Regions from separate parts of the Mus musculus genome. Here all the other regions are linked to region 7. Evidence: chromatin contacts called from public Hi-C, HiChIP or PLAC-seq, capture Hi-C and promoter capture Hi-C data. All regions are on one chromosome and are shown on one strand. Each heading gives the region's core, a stretch centred on a gene start, on an enhancer-like site or on the middle of the called end of the contact. The rest is flanking DNA. Distances are from core to core; before and after follow the strand shown.

The links. Promoter capture Hi-C pulls out the DNA fragments that hold promoters and counts their contacts. Hi-C and Micro-C count contacts between places; a contact is called where the count stands out from the background. HiChIP or PLAC-seq counts read pairs in DNA pulled down with a chosen protein or histone mark. Capture Hi-C pulls out chosen DNA fragments and counts their contacts.
Region 1: a contact with region 7 is called in a Hi-C map of embryonic stem cells, with 4 times the contacts expected there. The contact joins the enhancer-like site here to the promoter of Slc29a3 in region 7. A contact is called at or near these places in 6 of 39 promoter capture datasets (the 3T3-L1 cell line, 3T3-L1-derived adipocytes, hippocampal neurons and 2 more), 1 of 15 datasets of contacts at CTCF or cohesin (embryonic stem cells), 26 of 484 Hi-C or Micro-C datasets (B cells, the G1E-ER4 cell line, the N1E-115 cell line and 12 more) and 5 of 115 datasets of contacts at active chromatin or transcription factors (T-cell acute lymphoblastic leukemia, bone marrow-derived dendritic cells, bone marrow-derived macrophages and 2 more).
Region 2: a Hi-C map of embryonic fibroblasts shows a contact between it and region 7, with 3 times the contacts expected there. The contact joins the enhancer-like site here to the promoter of Slc29a3 in region 7. A contact is called at or near these places in 7 of 39 promoter capture datasets (the 3T3-L1 cell line, cranial neural crest, embryonic stem cells and 3 more), 1 of 484 Hi-C or Micro-C datasets (embryonic fibroblasts) and 1 of 115 datasets of contacts at active chromatin or transcription factors (double positive thymocytes).
Region 3: a promoter capture Hi-C map of liver shows a contact between it and region 7, with 3 times the contacts expected there. The contact joins the promoter of Pald1 here to the promoter of Slc29a3 in region 7. A contact is called at or near these places in 1 of 39 promoter capture datasets (liver) and 1 of 115 datasets of contacts at active chromatin or transcription factors (pancreatic cancer cells).
Region 4: a contact with region 7 is called in a promoter capture Hi-C map of pre-B cells, with 2.6 times the contacts expected there. The contact joins the enhancer-like site here to the promoter of Slc29a3 in region 7. A contact is called at or near these places in 3 of 39 promoter capture datasets (the 3T3-L1 cell line, hippocampal neurons and pre-B cells), 10 of 484 Hi-C or Micro-C datasets (the G1E-ER4 cell line, adipose-derived mesenchymal stem cells, cerebellum and 5 more), 2 of 115 datasets of contacts at active chromatin or transcription factors (large pre-B cells and stem cell-derived neural progenitor cells) and 1 of 9 other capture datasets (embryonic stem cells).
Region 5: a contact with region 7 is called in a capture Hi-C map of embryonic stem cells, with 3 times the contacts expected there. The contact joins the promoter of Spock2 here to the promoter of Slc29a3 in region 7. A contact is called at or near these places in 3 of 39 promoter capture datasets (the C10 cell line, cranial neural crest and pre-B cells), 3 of 115 datasets of contacts at active chromatin or transcription factors (bone marrow-derived macrophages, large pre-B cells and pancreatic cancer cells) and 2 of 9 other capture datasets (embryonic stem cells and macrophages).
Region 6: a contact with region 7 is called in an H3K4me3 HiChIP or PLAC-seq map of bone marrow-derived macrophages, with 3 times the contacts expected there. The contact joins the promoter of Chst3 here to the promoter of Slc29a3 in region 7. A contact is called at or near these places in 4 of 39 promoter capture datasets (the C10 cell line, embryonic stem cells, pre-B cells and 1 more), 4 of 115 datasets of contacts at active chromatin or transcription factors (the 230-238 cell line, bone marrow-derived macrophages and large pre-B cells) and 1 of 9 other capture datasets (macrophages).

What each region holds. Positions count from the first base shown.
Region 1 is chr10:60,147,012-60,149,711 of GRCm38.p6, forward strand. Gm51802 (predicted gene, 51802) reads right to left here. Exons shown (of 2, transcript NR_168572.1): 2 at 532-859. Among named protein-coding and RNA genes, the nearest start is that of Gm51802, 14 kb to the right of the region's middle. Within about 2 kb of position 1,265, at least 7 of the 459 cell types and tissues checked have an H3K27ac peak or open chromatin away from gene starts, as enhancers often do. A contact at or near this core is called in bone marrow-derived macrophages and embryonic stem cells, where this site is marked.
Region 2 is chr10:60,190,676-60,193,375 of GRCm38.p6, forward strand. All of the region lies in intron 2 of Chst3 (carbohydrate sulfotransferase 3), which reads right to left. Among named protein-coding and RNA genes, the nearest start is that of Chst3, 27 kb to the right of the region's middle. Within about 2 kb of position 1,301, at least 55 of the 459 cell types and tissues checked have an H3K27ac peak or open chromatin away from gene starts, as enhancers often do. A contact at or near this core is called in embryonic fibroblasts and hippocampal neurons, where this site is marked.
Region 3 is chr10:61,382,125-61,384,824 of GRCm38.p6, forward strand. Pald1 (phosphatase domain containing, paladin 1) reads right to left here and starts at 1,399. Exons shown (of 20, transcript NM_013753.2): 1 at 1,168-1,399.
Region 4 is chr10:60,167,258-60,169,957 of GRCm38.p6, forward strand. No RefSeq gene overlaps it. Among named protein-coding and RNA genes, the nearest start is that of Gm51802, 6.2 kb to the left of the region's middle. Within about 2 kb of position 1,349, at least 43 of the 459 cell types and tissues checked have an H3K27ac peak or open chromatin away from gene starts, as enhancers often do. A contact at or near this core is called in pre-B cells, where this site is marked.
Region 5 is chr10:60,104,909-60,107,608 of GRCm38.p6, forward strand. Spock2 (sparc/osteonectin, cwcv and kazal-like domains proteoglycan 2) reads left to right here and starts at 1,349. Exons shown (of 11, transcript NM_052994.2): 1 at 1,349-1,748. The coding sequence starts at 1,560. Gm51801 (a long non-coding RNA gene) reads right to left here. Exons shown (of 3, transcript XR_003949003.1): 3 at 2,452-2,700.
Region 6 is chr10:60,217,875-60,220,574 of GRCm38.p6, forward strand. It overlaps Chst3 (carbohydrate sulfotransferase 3), which reads right to left and starts at 1,386. Exons shown (of 4, transcript NM_016803.3): 1 at 1,030-1,386.
Region 7 is chr10:60,751,445-60,754,144 of GRCm38.p6, forward strand. Slc29a3 (solute carrier family 29 (nucleoside transporters), member 3) reads right to left here and starts at 1,338. Exons shown (of 6, transcript NM_023596.3): 1 at 1,290-1,338. The coding sequence starts at 1,290.

The DNA.
Region 1 (2,700 bases), core at 15-2,514, 600 kb before region 7:
AAAATGAACCCAAATCCAGATGCTATTGCTGATGCCAAGAAGCGCTTGCTGACAGGAGCCTGGTATGGCTGTCCCCTGAGAGGCTCTGCCAGAGTCTGACCAATATGGATGCAGATGCTCGAAGCCAAGCATTGAACTGAGCACAGGGACCCCAATGGAGGAGTTAGGGGAAGGACTGAAGGAGCTGAAGAGGTTTGCAATCTCATAGGAAGAATAACGATATCAACCAGCCAGCCCCACCCCACCCCCCAATCCTCCAGCGATTAAACCATCAACTGAAGAGTACACATGGGGAATCCATGGCTCCAGTTGCATATTAGCAGAGGATGGCCTTATCTGGCATCAATGGGAGGGGATCCCCTTGGTCCTGGGGAGGGCTAGGGTGCTGATGTGGGAGGGGGTGGGTGGGTGGGTGAGTGACCCGTCCAGCAGGTCCAGTTATTCGAGGGTCTCGAGGGGACCTTCTCCTAAGAACCAAATGGGGGGTAGAGAGATATGAGGACCAAGTGCAAGAACGACACGGAAACATTCTGAGTGGCAAGAAGGTCCCGCTGTATTGAGAAAGGCTCAAGGCTTAAATGCACAAGCAAAAGGGGAAGTACAAGTACTTATCAGCGGGAGGGGTGGGGCAGTGGAAATTTTTCTTTTGGCAGTTACACGGGGAAGCTGGAACTTGGTGGTATCAGGGTGTGGTCCAGATATCTGGCGCTGATTTAGGGCTGGAACATTCTGTGGTTGTTCTCGGAACGGTGTGTCGGTGGCCCGCTTTTGACCCCTTTTTCTTCTTGGGGGGAGAGGCCCAATTCAGAGATCAGGACAATTGTGTTGTCTTAATAGCTCCCAACAGGTGATCACCCTCCTAGAAGCAGGGGAGATGGGGGAGGTCAGGGGGTTAACTGGGAAGGGGGATAACATTTGAAATGTAAATAAAGTAACCAATTAAAAAAAACAGAGTGGAAAAAAAGAAAAGGAGCTCCTTCCAGCCCTTTTCTGTTTCCATCCAGTCTTCTCTGCATGTCTCTATGTCCTGCTTCTAAGAGAGCACCAGGTTGTGGAGTCAAGCCCACCCAGGATCCAGGATGACTTTTTGGGATTCTAAAACAATCAGTCACATCTGGGAAGACCTGAGGATTTATAAAAAGATGCTGTGCAGGGTCATATGCGGAGTAAATTGAGCAGAAAGACAAGTAAAGAGGCTACAGAGGGGTCCAGAGGTAACTAGAGAGTGAGACCTGGGCTCTGGCCTAAGTATTTCCTCCAAACGCCACCAGAGGGCGCCCAAGCATTGTGCTAAACAAGGCTCTGGCCACCAGGAAGAGCCATCACCTAGGACTGAAAGCTAACAAGGTTTTTCAGGTTCAAAGCGGGAGGTAAGAATGGGGTAGGCAGGAAGGAGACTAAAAGCAAAGTGTTTCCACCCTCCCTCCCGTCCTCTCTTCCTTCCTTCTTCCTTTAAAAAAAATGTTTTGAGGGGGGTGGGTATGGGGGACTTTTGGGATAGCATTGGAAATGTAAATGAGGAAAATACCTAATTTTTAAAAAAAGTGAAAAAAAAAAAAAGGAAAAAAAATGTTTTGAGACAAGGTCCCATGCAGTCCAAGATGGCTTTGAACTCATGTAGCAGAGACTAATCTTGAATTTCTAAACTTCCTCAGGCTGAGGCAGGAGGATCATAAGTTTGAGGCTAGCCTGGGCTACCTAAGAAGGTCTCTTCTGAAATAAATAAATATTGGGAATATACTATGAAGAATTATATTTATCTTTGCAACAGACAGAAACCATTACAGAAATCCACAACCAATCAAAATGCAGACCTGTGGAGCACACTCCACCCTAGTGAATACATCTACAAAATACTGCCACACTTAAGGCTCAGGGAGCACTACAGAAGAGGGAACAGAAAGGCTGTAAGAGCCAGAGGATCAGGGAGTTTGCTGTGAGGTTGTGTTGCCTAGTAACGTCAGAAGCTACATCCATAAAGTCTAACCAGTATGACCACCCAAACATAAGCTGCAGAAGGACAAATCTGCTGGACCGGCCAAACAGGATGGGGGAGAATCCGGGAACCCTGAACCCTACATACAGTGCTCTACGCAACTGAGGCTTGCTGGGGGCTGGAGAAGTGGTCTTCCTCAGGGAAGAGCACACCGGTTGGTTATCCAGTGCCAAATGGGCAGCCCTGAAAGCACACATGTATGTTGCATTATACAGACGTAACAGGTTGTATTTAGGGATGTATATGTCTGTACATATATGCTTATGATAACAATTAGGAAAGAAAGGGCTATGAATTTGAAGGTGAGGGGTCTATGGGAGGGCTTGAGGGAGGAAAGGGATGGGAGACACGTAATTAAATTATAATCTCAAAATTTTTAAGGGCTGGAGAGGTGGCTCAATGGTTAAGAGCCCTGACTGCTCTTCCAGAGGTCCTGAGTTCAATTCCCAGCAACCATTTGGTGGCTCACAACCATCTGTAAGGAGATCCAGTGCCCTCTTCTGGTGTGTCTGAAGACAGCTATAGTGTACTCACATATATGAAAATAAAATAAATCTTAATTTTTTTTAAATTGCATTTAAAACCAAGACTAGGGTCTAAGGATAGTTCAGTTGATGGAGTTAACACATAAGGGCAAGAAGCCCTGGATACATCCCCAGCTTACGTAAAGCCTGCTGTGCCTGGGAGCCTGTAATCTCAGCACT
Region 2 (2,700 bases), core at 51-2,550, 560 kb before region 7:
TTCCCCACCTCTTCCAGTGGCTTTATATTTTGAAGTCATTAACCCAGCCTCCTCTCCCTCACAGAAATGCAGGGTTCCCAAGCACTGCCAGGAAGAAGGAAGACTGAATACTGGTATGGCGTGAGCAGACTGGCAGCTCTGTCACCCATCCCTGGTTGGATGTCCCCTCTGCAGCCTTGAGAGGCCCAAGGCCAGGTGACTATCCAGGAGAGGGAGGAATGCGTGAGGACCCCAAAGCCAGGAGTTCACAGGGCCAAGAAAGGCGAAGAGGGCCCCGGAATGGGACTCACTGGGCAGAGACTGTGGCAGAGCTTGCCCTGCAGGACGCCCTGTGTAAGAAGTGGGCTATAACATGGTTGAAACTTCATGCTACTTCTCTTCCAGGGTTGGCAAGCACATGCTGGTCCTGAGATCCTTGCCTGGCTGGAAATCCCTGCTGCCTCTTCCCTTGATGGCCTTCCCAGCATCCTCTACTCCATGGCTCTCAACTCCCCAGCCCCACTGCCAAGGTGCCACTAAAGGCCAGCCTGCTAACATGTCCTTGTCAGTGCTGAAAGATGCCAGGACCTCATGCCCAACCCAGCTCTGCCTGGGCACAGCCTGCTGGGTACAAACACCAGGAGCAGTAAAAGAAGATGTCGGCCGGGCTGAGGTTCTCCATGGACACTTCTATTTGGTGAGGGCCACTGTGCGTCTGGCCCTAGCGATGTTGGGAGCCACAAGAGGGAGCAGCATCCAGCCTTGCCGTCTGGGAGGTGGCAGTGGGTATAAGCTGGGAAACATTCTCATAAGCCACTCATAGTAATCAGCCGCACAGTTCTCAAGAGGATCATCCTCCTGCCTCATATTTCTCTCTGGCCTTTGTGTCTCAGTCCTCTCGTTCTGCAATATCCTTTTTTCCCTTAAAAACACCCTGGGGGAGTCCTCAGTCACCTTCTGTGAGAGGGTGGCCCTTGCTACATTTCAACCTGGGGACTGCATGGTGTGCCCCTCCCTCTTCCTCTCCTGCGCTCTGGCCGTTCTCTACTAAAGCTTCCTCTGGGATTCCCTGGGGGTGCGCTCTTCCCTCACTCTTCTTAGGCGATGGTGGCCTCCTTTTCACGCATCTCACTCCTCTCTTCTGGTCCATCAGCACAGCTGAGTCTTCTGGTTCGCATTCCGTCCACATTCCTCTCCCAAACTCTCCCCGTCTCCAACACACGGGGGCGCCTACGAGCACCTTAACTCAGATACGCGAACGCGGTCCTGATGTCGAGAGCGTCTTAGACACCCAGCCCAGTACTCCGGGTGACTCTAGCTGCTGAAAACCCTTCGTGCACAACTCAGAGCAGAACACAAGCCCTCCAAGGCCCTGGGGATGGGAGCCACACCTCATTCCCAGCCTTTATGGGCACCATCTGACCCCAGCCCTTCCCACTATTCCCCACCCGGGGGCGCATCCTTTCTGGTCTCAGCACTGGAGTTCGTTCTATTTAACATGTGCCCAAGACCATTCTTCTTCTTTCAATAGAGCCCAGAGAAGCCAAAAAAATCCCTATTCCTCCTGTGCTGACTTAGCATCCAGAGCTCCAAGTCCTTCCCTGAGCCCCTCCATCACTTTCTCTTTTTCATATGCTTATTTTCCTGGATGCAAACGTTCTTTTCCACTGGGTCAATGATTTTGTGTAACAGGTGAGACTGGATAGAGAGACAGGAAAGTCAAGGGGATGTGAGAAGTGGAAAAGGCCCCTCCCCCACGCGATCTAATTTAGGTTCTTCATTCACCCAACTGATAAAATCAGTACAGATTGCTCCAGGGGCAAGACCCATTTTTCTAAGATATCTCAAAGGTGTTATAAACAACAAATGAGCCATGCTTGCTAAAGAACACGGCTGTAGACCTTTGTAACTTATCCACACTCCTGACCACCACAGAACACCTTACAATTCATTTCATTAAACAAATTAAAATTGTTTAAAATTAAAAAAAAAAAAGCCAAGCAGACTGGAGAGATGGCTCTATAGTTAAGAGCACTGACTGTTCTTCCAGCAGTCCTGAGTTCAATTCTCAGCAACCACATGGTAGCTCACAACCATCTGTAATGGGGTCTGATAACCTCTTTTGGTGTGTCTGAAGAGAGCAACAGTGTACTCACATTAAATAAACAAACAAACAAATAAATAAGTAAATCTTAAAAAAAAAAAGCCAGGCATGGTGGCACATATTTTTAATCCCAGCATTCAGGAAGCAGAGAAACAGGTGGATCTCTGAGTTCATGGTCAGCCTGATCTACTGAGCTAATGCCAGAATAGTCAGGACTACACAGAGAAACCCTGTTTCAAAAAGCCAAGAAAGAAAGAAAAAGAGAGAGAGAGAGAGAGAGAGAGAGAGAGAGAGAGAGAGAGAGAGAGAAGAAGAAGAAGAAGAAGAAGAAGAAGAAGAAGAAGAAGAAGAAGAAGAAGAAGAAGAGAGGAAGGAAGGAAGGAAGGAAGGAAAAGAAAATTACATCCTTTGGATACTATAGCATAAAGTCATGAAATCATATGTTTCTGATAAGACACTGAACCTAGTCTCTCTCTCTCTGACTGTCCTTGCTTAGACTCCCGTGTGTGCTCCCGTGGTTTCTCTCATAATAAGCCTAGTTCTGTTCCACACAGACCTATTCTGAAACGATTTTTCTGGGGTGCAATCAACATCCCAGTTTTAACCTAGTGGATGTT
Region 3 (2,700 bases), core at 149-2,648, 630 kb after region 7:
TCTTTGGACACCACCACCACCCCCAAAGCAAACAAAATATGGGGGTGGGGTGGACACACAGAAGCAGGAAGTCCTTGCCAGCCATCCTACGCTTGTTGCCCCCATCCCATCCCCCCACCCCCGCCCCCGCCCCAGCACCACCGCCGCACAAGGCGAGGTGCAAAGCGGTCCTGATTAGTAATGCTAATGAGGAGGGTGGGGTTGCCTGCACCAGGACATTTAAACACATCTATCAGCAAAGTCACAGGACACCCAGCGAGAGTACCCTCGCTGCGCCGGTGTTTTGCAATTCCCTTGAGGAACCTCCTGGCATTTTCTTCTAGGGCTACCAGCCCAGGGCTGGTATCAAACTCCCTATCAGAGAACTGGCCAAGTGTTTCTCTCTTGTCTTCCCTTGCAGGACAGAGCCACAACAGGACAGAGCCCTTCCAAGTCCTCCCACCTCCCACACTGTCTGTGCATGGCCCGGAGCCCACAGCCACAGGTGCTCTGTCACTGGCTGTGGGCAGACAAGGACCGGCCCATACTCTCTGGCTGGAAGACCAGAGATGCCTCAAGCTCACCCCGGGCCAGGCTTTTGTGGAGTCTGATTTACAAAACAAGGGCAGCTTGGCCACTACAAGGAACTGGGACAGTCAGTGTCCCAAACACTACCTTTCTATTAAGTCCATGTCTTTTGGGGGGAGGGGGGTGTCATGCTCAGGCACATGAATGTACTCACGCTCCACGCACACCCTCGCTCACACCAAGGAAACCCCACCTCAAAAGAGACCAAACCGAGCGGCGAATCAAAGCCAGTGCCTGCCAGGCCCCTCAGTTTGCTCCCTTGCCCCTGGGCCTCAAGGGTCCTGCAGATAAGTCTGGGGACCCCATGCCGGGGTCACAACGCGGCTATCTTTCCTAACTTCTTCGGAAGCCCAGCCCAGCTGGCCCGGAGGGCTCCCAGGCCAAGAAGTGCGGGTGTCGCCACTCCATGTTGTCCCTCACTCCGAGGGAAGCCAGAGTACAGGAGATGAGTCCGGGATCGACCTGCGCACAACCCGGGAGCAGCTCCAGCTTTGAGAAAGCATGGTGGCGCCGACCTGGGGCAGGCCTGGGTGGCTCGGACGCCTCCGCCCCAAACCGAGGGACCCCGATCCTCCCTCGGCGCGGCCCACGCGTGCTTACCTGGCAGCCGCAGCTCCGGGAGAGCGTCGCGCTATGCGGCCGGGGACTGCCGGCGCCGAGGCGGGCTTCGGGCACTACCCGCGCGGGCTCCAGATGACTCCGCCCACCCTCCCAGCCCATCCGGGGGCGGAGGCAGCTCCTGCTGTGTCCAGGCGGCGCAGACCCGGCCAGCCCGGGGCCACCGAGGCCAGGATCACCCCCAGAACCCCGCCTCGAGTCCGGATCCCCCCTCCCACGCCTGGGAGGGCGCGGTCACAGCTTCGGCCTCCGCCCACAAGGAGGGGGTGCGGACTTAAAGATACACTCACCCCACCACGGTCGGATAGGCACAACTCCCCTCCCCCCTCTTTCAATCCAGCCGGTTCCGGGCCAGCATCCTCCGTCTGCTCGCCCTACGCCTGGAGGAAAACCCTAGGGTAGAGGGAACCTGCGGGAGAAGCAAGTTCCTCTTTCCTTGTCTGGTCGGTTCCTTCTGGAAGATACCCAAGGCCGGCTTCCAATCTCCATGGCTGGAGAAAAATGCTTAGGCTGGTGGCGCCACACCCCCTCCCCTACTCCAGGGCCCCTGTTATGTCTGTAGCCCCGGGCTTCCCCTTTCTGCTTCTCCTGGACCCCAGAATCAGCATTTCTCCTGTGCCACTTGAGCTCCGTAGGGAAGGTCTGACGCCTCTCCGAATAGACGTCGAAGGATGAAGCCCTAAAAGAGCAGGTGGTCACCTTGACCGCTGGCTTAGGAAAATTGCAGCTCCCAGTCTTTGGAAGAAGAGCAGCCCCACTACCCCTACCCAACGCATCCAAGTGGTGGTGGGCTCTGGGGCTCTGGTACCTGACCCTTGACCTTGGATCACCCATGGGCACTTACTCACCCCTGCTTAGGTCTCAGGAAAGCCTCTTTGATGTATGGAATGAGGTCTCTCTCTGTCTCTCTCTCTGTCTCTGTCTCTCTCTGTCTCTCTCTCCCTACACTGAGGAATATTTCCTTCCTGCCTCTACCTGCCTTGGCCCCAGTCAGAGCTAGAGGGTCCTTGGCACGCTCTGCAGGGAGTTGTGACCAGGATGAAGACTTTGCAGGCCTGGCCTTTAGCCAAAATCAAGCTAGGGAACTTGAACTATGCAGAAGGAGGGCCTTGCAACCCTAAAAGGACTCATTAAGGGTGGTCTGGCCAGATACCCAGCATGTCTGCAGCGGTATCTCATCTGTGTAATCTTAGCAGGTACCTATGTACCTATCATTGTTCACACACACACATACACACACGGTCTCATATATCCCAAGTTGATTTTGTTCAATATTTAGTTAAAAATAACCTAGAAATTCTAAATCCTTCCTCCTGAATGCTGGGATTATAGGCACGGTCCCTCATTCTGGCTTATGCAGTGCTGGGTGTTGAAATCAAGTATTCTTGTGTATGCTGGGCATGCAAACACTCTAGCATATCCCTAGCCCTCGCTATTCCTATTTTAATACATGGGGAAACTGAGGCCCCAGGACTACCTGCCCTCTATGTCAGACTCCCTTCTGCCCATCCTAGG
Region 4 (2,700 bases), core at 99-2,598, 580 kb before region 7:
TAGGTGGAGAAGACTAGAGAAGGGGGCAGCTCTGTCCACACAGCCATGGTGACTCATCATCTGGGTTGGGTGCAGACCATCCAGTGCGGCTGTGTGAAGGTCCCCCATGCTTGTGTGTAGAACACCTTACAAGTTGCTCTACATATAAGTGTTTAATAATCCCATCAGTTTCTTCAGAGTGAACTTTGGTGGAATGACAACAAATGATAACAGAACCTTGCTTTTCTCAAGGAAACCTAGGACAACTCAGGTGCCTATTAATATATCAAAGTAGATGCTGGTCACCAGGTCCTCAGCAACCACCTGTTACTGTAAGACCCCAACTCAATGTGTTTCTTAGACCCCTAGAAACGAAGCCCAGCATAGAGTTCTTTGTTCTTTCGCCTTCAGCCTGAGAGAACGATGACCACTAGGTGACCCACCCAGGCACCTGACCCATATTGTAAGGGACCAAGAATTTTTGCCGAAGATACCCTGTAACCTTTCCGTGAGAGATGAGCTGTAATTCACCATCCCCATGCTTACAATGTTTACCCAGCTTCCCCATTCTTTGTGGTCTTATTCTCCCCTCACTTTGCAGTTTATTCTTTAAAAACCCTCTACTGCAACTGCTGGGGGTCGATCTCCTCTGCCCCTGTGTGGGTTACGAGCTCGGCCTCAGCATGCTGATTCCCGAATAAACCTCATGCGATATTGCATCAAGAATGGTTTCTCTCAGCCGGGCGTGGTGGTGCACGCCTTTAATCCCAGCACTTGGGAGGCAGAGGCAGGTGGATTTCTGAGGCCAGTCTGGTCTACAGAGCGAGTTCCAGGACCTAATATCTACAATAAATCTTCCCTTCAATCAATCACACCTAAGGAGCATCATGGCTTCATTTTCATTTTTAGAAAAGATTTATTTATTTTTATTTTATGCGCATTTGTGTTCTACCTGCTTGTATGTGTGGGTGTGGGTGTCAGATCATCTGGAACTGGAGTTGCAGACAGTTGTGAGCTGCCCTGTGGGTACTGGCAATTAAACCCAGGTCCTTTGGAAGAGCAGCCAGTGCTCTTACCACTGAGCCAACTCTCCAGCCCCCATTTTCATTTTTTTTTTCCTGTTCAGGTTTGTCCCCGACCTTAGGAGGAGATGGTAGATGGTCCTCTCCCCCAGGGAAAGGATGTTGGGAACACACATTTTCCTTTGATCTGGACTGGTGGTTTTTAGGCCAGGTGTGAGTGGAGGTTGGTTTGTGTTTTGCTTTTCTCTTCCTCTTTCTTATTATAGCATCTTTGGGGTTTTCTTTCTCCAGAGAAGCTTCCTGTTTAGGCTTTCTGCAGGTGTCTGGTTTGGGGACCAAGGGACCATGAAGTCTGACTGAGGTCACATGAGGCACTTGACTGCAAGTTTCCACAGTGAACTTGTACCCGTGTCCCACTCCCTGCCTTTCCCTGCTCATCTCCTGAGCACTGCCAATAAGAATTCTGGATCCCTGAATTCACATGTTGAAACGTAACCCACCCGGAACACAACACTGTGAAGAGGTGAGACTTTGAGGGGGGCAGATGGATGCTGTCCTTTCCATTGGGATTTACGCCAAAGAGTCCCCCAAATCCTTGTCTGTCCCCTCCCTCCTTGGACCTCTAACCTCCAAAGCTGCAGGGAATGAACACCTCTCCTTCCTTAACTGCTTTGTTACAGCGGTGGAATAGGCTCTGCTGACTTCACCCCCACCAGGCTTCGGCCCCTCCAAACCCTGGCTTTCCTGCTGGCCACAGAGATGGTCCCCATCTCTTTTTTTTTTTTTTGCATAGTGCTACAGTTTCTGCAACAATGGTGTTCTCAAAGCAAGAATGCAAGACTAATGTGACCAGAGCTCCACCCCTTTCCACTGTGAAACCGAGAGGTGTCCTCAGGAGGTGTCCTCAGAAAAACACACAGGGCCCCAGCCTTCCTGCTTGCTGTCCTCTTCTCTGCTCCCTGGGGGTTAAGGGGACCCTGTTGCAAGCCAACATTTCTCCTGAGAGTATTCCCTAAGGAGAAGCTGTGGATAAAGATGTTTAAGGAAACGAGTCAGTGGGGTCTGGGAGCAGGGACCAGCAGGGAGCAGTAAACACAGCAACACACAACTGGTCCTAGCAGTTACAGGAGGGAGATGATGGTAGCTGCTAGATGATGCTAGATCCGGACCTAGATCTGGCATGGTGCCTGTTCCCCGTGTCTTCCCAGCTAGCAATGCTGGAAGATGGAGACCAGGCCTGCGTCAGGACCACAAACAAAGAGTACACTGTCCACTCTCCTCCAGCAGTGTGTGCTGTTTGGGAAGAGGAAGTGGACGGAGAGAGTAACCTTAACTTCTCAAAGGTTTCAACACGTGCTCTGAAGACTTGAAATGGATACTGGGTTTTTTTGAGTATTGGGAATGGCTGTCTGGAATCTGGTTTCTGCTTGTGAGGAGCTGACAAGAATTCTCAGGGTCTTCTCTTCATATGGCTCTAGATAACTCCAGACCAGTGGTTCTCAATCTGTAGGTCATGACCCCTCTTGGGGTTCACATGGCCCTTTCACAGGGGTTGCCTAAGACTATAAGAAAACCCAGATATTTATATTACAACCTATAACAGTAGTAAAATTACAGTTATGGAATAGCCACAAAATAATTTTATGGTTGGGGAAGTCACTACAACATGAGGAGCTGTATTTAAGGGATACTGTTGTAG
Region 5 (2,700 bases), core at 99-2,598, 650 kb before region 7:
TCCGTATGAGAAGGACTCCACTGTGAAGCTCCCTGGTACCGCCTGGAGGGCTCTGCATCCATTGTGAGATGCAGATGTCAGTATCTGGAGCTTGCAGCAGCACCACAGGAAGGGAAACTATTGTTTTGTGTTTTCCCAGGGGTCCCCACCCAGCCCAGGCTACTGAGGCACCCAACACTCAGGAGGCATGCCAGGCCCTGGATGACTGTAACCCTCACAACCTGTGTTTTTTCCTATTGATTAAGATCATGTTCTTTCATTGCCTTTAATTTTTATTTTATTTTATTTTATTTTATTTTAACATCACAGCAGCCAAGTCTTTTATAAAAACACAATCTAGGGCTTGGGGCCCAAAAGTTTAATATGGTTTGCCCTTTTCGTAGTCTTCATTTTATTTGTAATGTAAATTTCAGTTCTGTTCTGATCCTGGGTCTGTGCCCAGCTGCCAGCCTTCCCAGCTGGTAAGGCAGCACAGGTCTATAGGCAATGACAAGGGTCACAGTTTTAACAAGAACCTAACAGCCTCCAACAGAACCCGCCTCCTCCCGCCTTGTCTCCTTCCCCAGTGCATCATCAAACTCAACATGAAGTCAAAGTCACAAGCAAATGGCTGGGCCCATTTAGATTTGCAGACTCAAGGCAGATGAGATGGCTAGACACGCATGTGTCTTTTAGGGTTGCCCTAGGAAAAGCTAACAAAAGGGTGACAGCCCCTAAACATCTGCTTGCGGAAGAGGAGGACATCTGCCCATGTTTCACCAGCCATTCAGGGTTGGGGCCATGCGTTGAAAAGAGCGGCGGGCCAGGGGGAGCAATAGTTCAGAGGCAGCCAGTTGTTAGACCGCCTTTGTCTTAAGGAAGCCACCCATTACCGAAGCGCCATAACTCGCGGGGAGCCAGCTGTCAGAGCGGTGGCACAGGCCACTCGGGGGTGTGGGGTGTGGGGTGGGAGGAGGCCAAGGGAGAAGAAACTGTCTGTGGCCAGATTCCCTTTTAGACACCTGAGCCCAGCTGACTTGGTAACCCGAGAGTTTTCATCCTCTTTCCAGCCCTATGAAAGACCCCGGAGCCCTTCTTTGCTGTCCACCCTTAGATAGACAGCAGGGACATCTCAGGGTTCTGCTTCCCTGGCTTGCAACTCCTTGAGAGCTGGACTGACTTGCGCAGCCCTGCGCTGCGGCTTGGCTGGCTTGGCTGCTCTGATCCAGCGCTCTGCTTTGAAATCTACCCCCTCCTTTTTTTTTTTTTTTTTTTTTTTTTTTAACCAGGTATGATGATGTCAAACGTGATGCTGATGCTACAGTTACAGACACAGCCCCCGCTGGCGCAGCCTCTCTGAATCTCTCTCCCTCTCCGCGTCCAGCGCTGGGCTTTTTCAGACAAGTGCATCTGCTAACCAGGTCACATTTCAGCCACGACCCACCCTCCGTCAGTCACTGGAGTCAGACAGCAGGAGGAGGGCTGAGGAGGACCGCAGCGCTTCGCCAGTGGCGCGGTGGAGGGAAGGACATCAAATCCTGCTGAAGTCCAGACCCCCCCAGGTCCAAGCCCAGACCACGATGCGCGCTCCAGGCTCCGGGCGGCTGGCTCTGCCGCTGCTGCTCCTCGCCGTGGTCGCCTTGGCTGAAGGCGACGCCAAGGGGCTCAAGGAGGGCGAGACCCCCGGCAATTTCATGGAGGACGAGCAATGGCTGTCGTCCATCTCGCAGTACAGCGGCAAGATTAAGCACTGGAACCGCTTCCGAGACGTGAGCGGCGGGGCGCGGAGGGCCGGGCCGGGCGCGGGTTGTGGGTGGGGAGGCCGGGAGCAGAGACCCCGCGCGCTGGGAGCCACCGCCGCGTGTCGGAGCCGGAGCCTCTCGGGCCTGCCAGGCTAACTACGCCAAGTGTAAACAACACCGAGAGTCCCAGCCCCGAGCCCCTCCGGTGTTCCCGTGGCCACCAGCTTTGGGACCTTCAGTTCCCGCAGCCTCCCGGAGTGTCCTAGACGAGAACATGCTCTAGGGGCGCACGCTCGCGACGGGGTCTGCCTTGTGGCGTGGCGCGGAGCAGGGGTGCGGGATGTGGGGACCCGGGCCCTGGCTGCTGCTGGGCCCCGCCTGTCCCCCCACCCCCACCTCCTTGCCATCGGTCCCCGGGCTAGGCCCCTGCCGGGTGAATGCTGCAGACTGCACACACTGCTCTTGGCAGAGGGAGCGGATCTGGGTGGGGCCGGCAGGAAAGGTAGCGGCCGCAAGGGTGTCCTCCGACCCCTCCTTGGGCTTCGGAAGAAGGGGACAGAAGGCTCAAGGACTGAGCGGTGGCCAGGGCGTTGAGTTTGGGGAAGGGTTCCCCCAACCTCCAAGAGATGGTGGAAGGCGTGTCCATAATGGGGCGCGCGGGGGGGGGGGTGCACAGTGAAAATGCCCGAGGCGCTCTCCTCTCTCTCTCTCAGGGTGGTCGCCAGAGCCAGGCCAGGTAGGCTGGTTTTCCTGGACCAAGCTCGGCGGTGAAGCAAGGGGACCCCATCCTTGGTCCGGTGGGCATGAGAAGCAGAAGCGAGAGCCCCCAGGAGCTGGTTTGGGGTCCCTGGCAGAAGCCCGCCGCAAGCCGACTTAACCTTGGGCAAAGCTTTGCGGGTGGGGGCGGGGAGGAGGCTGCGGACCGGCCGGCGCCGCAGCTCTGTTTACCCGCACCTGTAGATCAGGGAGGGAATAGGAG
Region 6 (2,700 bases), core at 136-2,635, 530 kb before region 7:
CACCAGGCAGGGCTTCCTGCAGCCAGCAAGGTCTTTTTCTCTCCAAGAAGATCAATGCCAATTCAGCCGAGGCTCACTGGGCTCCGCTTGAGGCAAGTCCATAATTCACTACCGGTGCCCTCAATCACCAGACAGCTAAGACTGGGTGCCCAGCACTGCACTAGCCCCAAGATCCTTAGGACATGCAGGACACTACGAATCAGAAACCAAGCAGACATTCTGGTACAAGACAGGCCAACAAGCCTGGTTTCATCCTGACTTTAGTCTCAGCTCAATCCACGGCCCCATTTATATGGCCCCGAGCTGAGATCCCCTATGGAAGTTCCTCTGAGGAAGCACATCCGCCAGGGTCTCAGCTTCCTTGCAACGCCCTGTCACGAACACCACGCAGATTGTCAGGCGCAGCACCAGCACACAGCCTTTTCCTTACAGCTTAAAGACCCCAGTCCAGAAGAACTTTAAAAGTTTCCAAATCACTGGCTCTGGTCTCCCCCATCTACCTCCGGAAGGGCTGCGCATACCCAGGCACATCATCTAGACGCCGAGTTTCCACACCAAATCCGCCCTTGCTAGCCCGGGACAAGTGACTTCAACGATTGCTTCTTTCTCCCCGTTCCTGGGCCTCAGTGGGTCTCAGGCACCGCTTCCCAAAGCCCGGGCAGCTAGTAGTCCCCTGCTATGGAGTTTGGGGGCTCCATTTCAATGGTGGGTGGAGCTGCGGGACCAGCAAAGAACCCAAGCTGGTTTAAAAGTTCCCAACCCTGGAGGCTCCTAGAAGCAGGAGTTGCACTTGGGAGTATGCAGGACGTTCGGCGTGAAGATGCCTCACTTGTGGTTTGTGCGGTGACCTGGCTGTGGGTACATGGCAGATGAGAATTTGGCAGCGTGGGGTTTTCCCCGCGCAGGGAACTCCCCGCCCGCCCTCCGCCGGTCCCCTTCTCCTCCAAAAGTTTGGCGCGCGCTCTGGGATGCGGTCGGTGACCGCCTGGGGCCCAGGAGGCGGTGCCGGGACGCGGGCGCCCCACTTACCCCGGTCGAGCCTCCTCCTCCCGGCGGGCGGATCCGACACTCCGGAGGTCGGCGTCCAGCCCCGGCAGCATCCGCCCCCAACTGCGCTCTCGGCTCAGAAAATGCTGGGGCTGCGCTCCCCACGGCGCCCACTCTGCGTCCTCGGCTAGTGCGGGGAGGGAGGCGCGGCCGGGCTGGTCCCCTCGCTGGGCGGGAAGCGGCGCCAGGCGGGCGGTGTCCTAGCTGCAGGCGAACGATCGGTCCTACCCACGACTCCGATCCCGCTAGCGACCGGAGGCGGCCTCCTGAGCCGGCAGCTGCAACTTTGGGAGCCCCGCGCCTCTCCTCCAGACTCCCCACCTCACTCCACACGCGCACCCGGCAACTTGGGGACGCTCGGTGAAGTTGGCGCGGCCGCCCACCCGGCCTCTCGAAGAGGATGGAGGAGGCGGAGGACTCAGGGAGGAGGGAGGAGCCGGGAGGAAGGGCAGCAGCCCCCCCTATCCCCCCTGGGAGCCTCGCTCTCCTCGACCCCTCCGTGGGCCTTTGTTCCCGACTTAGCTGCGTCCCGGGGGACTCGCCAGGGCTGCTCCATCCCTACCCTTGAGGACGAGGCTGGGAGGAGCTTCCAGCCCCAAGGAAGAGAGTTCAGGGGCACGGCTTCAAGGAGAGTTGTCCAGCTTGAGCCCCCCCCCCCCATGCTGCTGCCCACCCTGAACATGAGGACCTTCCTGTCCCTCTGAGGATGCTTCCTGGAATTTTGAAAAGCCACCGTCCTCCTTCCCTGGGCAGCCACAGGTTGCAGAAGTGTTCTTGGTGCTTTCTCACAGAGCCCCCAGGACAAGATGTGGAAAGGGTTCTCACCAAGAAGCTCAGAGGGAGCTGGACCCCCTTGGCATTAGCTTAAGACCCCTTTGGACTGCTGGCACTCCTGAGGTGGAGGTCATGTCACTTCTGAGTGATGATGAGTGGTAAGTATTGCTGGGTCTGTAAAAGGGCCAGCTTCGCCAAGACTGCTGTAAAGGGCCCAGTGTTGGACAGCAAGCCAAACTTCAGGTTATAAGTTCCAGTCCTGGTGATGTACACGATTCTTTGAGGTCTCCCAGTCCAGCTTTCTTTTCCAGGACTCTAGCTAACTTCAGGCCTGAGACGGCCCTCCTGACGTTTCTTGGGCTTTTGTAAGGTTTAGACAAAATAAGCAATTGTCTATAAAGGAGAAGTGAGAAAATATAAAAAAGGAAACATACACATCTGTCCTTGGCCCCGCTCTGTCATGCTGAACATTTATATCAGCGGAAGACATTAACAGACTCAGGTAGCAGATACAAAGCTGGACAGAATGGGCAGTGAGACCCAGGTGGCTCCAAGACCTCCTCTCAGGTCCCTAATTAGAAGGTTGGTAGGAATCTGCTAACCTGTTGTCTAGCAGGGGCCTGATGGAAGTGTGGTCGTGCCCTGCACTATGATGTGAGACCCGCAGCTAGCTTTCAGCAGAAAACCCTCACTGGCTGCCTGTGTTCTGTAGCCTATTAGGGGAAACCAGAACTGGAGTTGTGATACACCTCAGGGCACACAAAGACCAAAAGTTAGACCTGTGTCAGGCTGAGAATAGAGCCTAGTGGATAGAAAGCTTGGCTTCAGTTCTCCAGCACCACATAAATTTGGGTGTGGTGATGCATACTTGCAATCCCA
Region 7 (2,700 bases), core at 88-2,587:
GGATGATACAGTCACGCTGTCTGGATGCCCTGGGGGGGGGGGGGGGTTTCCCTAACCTCATCTCCCTCCCCCAACCCCCAGGGATAATCTGGGAATGTGACTCCATCTGCTGGTTCCAAGTCCCCATAGCCCTCCCTCTTGAAGGCTTCCTGCAGCAAGAAGCTATGAGCAGAGACAAACAAGGGGAATGCCCCTCATCAGCACTGCTGGATAAACAGATCCCTGACTATTGCAGCGGAGCCCTGGCTCAGGCAGGCCAGAGGTTCTACAGTGTCCTAGCAAGCTGAGCAGACCCCTCTACAGCCTTAATTCACACAAAGACCAAAGAGGACCATGCAAGGACCTAGACAGGGCCATCCATGCAAACGTGCTTTAAATTATTGTTTGTTTTTTAAATATAAACAGAATCTAGAGAAATGTTTCAGCAGTGAAGAGCGCTTGCTGTTCTTTCAAATGACCCGTGTTCAGTTCCCAGCACCCTAGTCAAGTAGCTCAGCTACTTTTAACTCCTGTTCCAGGGAATTCTATGCCCTCCTGTAGCTTTTGTGGGCACCTGAAAGAACTGCACATACCCACACAAAGGCACACATATGTACACGTATTTTCTTTTTTAGTGTGAAAGATAATCATGAAGCATCAGAGAACTGGCAAGGACCTGTTCCATTTCCAGAAGTTCAGGCTAGGAGGGTGGGCGCACGGCTCAGCGGCTCAGTGTGGGTCACCCAGACCCACACAGGTCTGAAGTCCCTTCTCAGCTACTGTGTCTATTCATCAAGGACTACTCAGCCTTGACCAAGCATCTGAAGTTGCCAGGGATCTTCTCTAACCAGGTCACGGGCGGTGCAGTGGACTGAGCAACGCCTTATTACTCTTTATAAAAGGTAGCTGTGGCTTTGGATGAATAGAGAAAGACAAAGAAAGGAGAGGAGGCGGAGAACCTCCCGGGGCCAAGCTGTCCCTGCCTCTGACTGGGGTCCTGGGGTAAGGACCAGTCAGAGCTGGAAAGGGTAGGAGTCTGGGGACTGAGAACATGTCTGGCCAGCCCGTGTGCCACGATGGCTCCTGTGGACACAGGCTGGGGTCCAAGAGCGAGCCTGGCAGTAGGCTAAGACAAGTCCTCGCTGCAGAGGCAGCTGTGGCATCCGATCCGGACCCGCAAAGCCTTCTGGATCTTTCGGGCCGACCTGTCCCCACACGCGGGACCAGAGAAGAGTGTGGAGGAGAGGCCAGGCTCAGCCTCGGGAAGGGAAGACCCAGCCAAGCATGGGGGCCGCTGCACCCGCACTTACTGTCGCTGCCGCTGCTACCTCCACCAGGTCCAAGGCGCTGGGCCACTGTGACCAGAGCTCAGCCAGGCCGGGCTCCGCCCTTGTCCTCCCAGCCCCGCCCTCCTTTTCTCAGCTCACCACGCCCCGTTCAGCGCTTCCGGGTTTGCCGACTCCTCCCTCTGGCCCCGCCCCCACGCGCGCCTCTTCCTGGCCTACGGCAGTAACTGCAGGCGTCCAATTGCAAAGTGAAAAAAGTGTGGCTTTGGAACAGGTCCTGCCTGACTCCCTATTGGTATCCACCGCCTCATTCCCTAGGGTGCCCCACAGCCCCCTGCTCCCCCTCAATACTTCCAGAGCAGGATGTACCAGCAAGATGAACTTGGCCTCCCAGCCTAGGTGGAGAGCCGCAGAGAGAGCTTGAAGCTATTTGGTGGCAGTGAGCGAGGCCAGAGTGAGCAGATTTGTGTTGGAGGGGCAATCCAGATGCCACATCTGCAGAAGAGAAACTTTTGGGAGACTCTGAGATCAAAGTTCAGGAGAGAGCTGAAGATGGCTCCTGTACAGCTCCGAGTGCAGAGTGGGGGTTACGGAACCGATGTGCTTTGTTTTTGTTTTCTTTTTGAGAGAGAGAGAGAAAAGTGGGGAACCTAAGGAAACACCCAAGAGTGGCAGAAGTTTGGGCTTCCTTTCTACCCAATCCCTTACCACTGGGGGGTGACTTCCTCCGCTGCCCTGCAGGGGACGTGTAGGTGTCACCTACCACCCGCACTTGGGAGGCTCTGGGGTTTAGGCTCACCTTAGCTACATAGTGGTCAGCCCAGGTTACTTGAGACCCTGGCGGCGTTAGGGTTGGAGTATACATGCCTGCGCTGTCCTTACAGATCACCTGAGGAGAGGAGGTAAGGACAGGAGGGGAAAAGAAAGAGGCAGAGTAGGAGTTGGCTGATGTCCTGCGCTAGACCAGAGAAAACGTGGGCACAAGCAAGGCTGGTGTGGGCCAGTCCCAGAGACCAGCTGGGGACTTACTGATGCCAAAGCTTAGTAGGCTTCTTTTCATAAGTGTGAAGGGGGAAAAAATAGAATTTTCTCTACCCATCATGGTTCCTAGTTGGCAAAGGATCCCTAATATCAAACACAGAAGAAAAACAACAGGCTTTTAATAATGTGTAACACAGACACACACACACTTGCCCACTCACACACATACACATGCACACTTTTAGACACACTCACATATATGTATACATGCACCCATGCACACATGTACATATGCACACACATCAGACATGCATACCCACATACACACGTGGGTGAGGCTCAGAGAAATGAGTAAATCTCAAAACATGGCCTAAATACCAGCCTCAACTGCAAGGGGAACACGTGAGGTCTGGAATTCGGCTCTGTGGGAGAGCAGAAGCTAGCATGCTCCAAG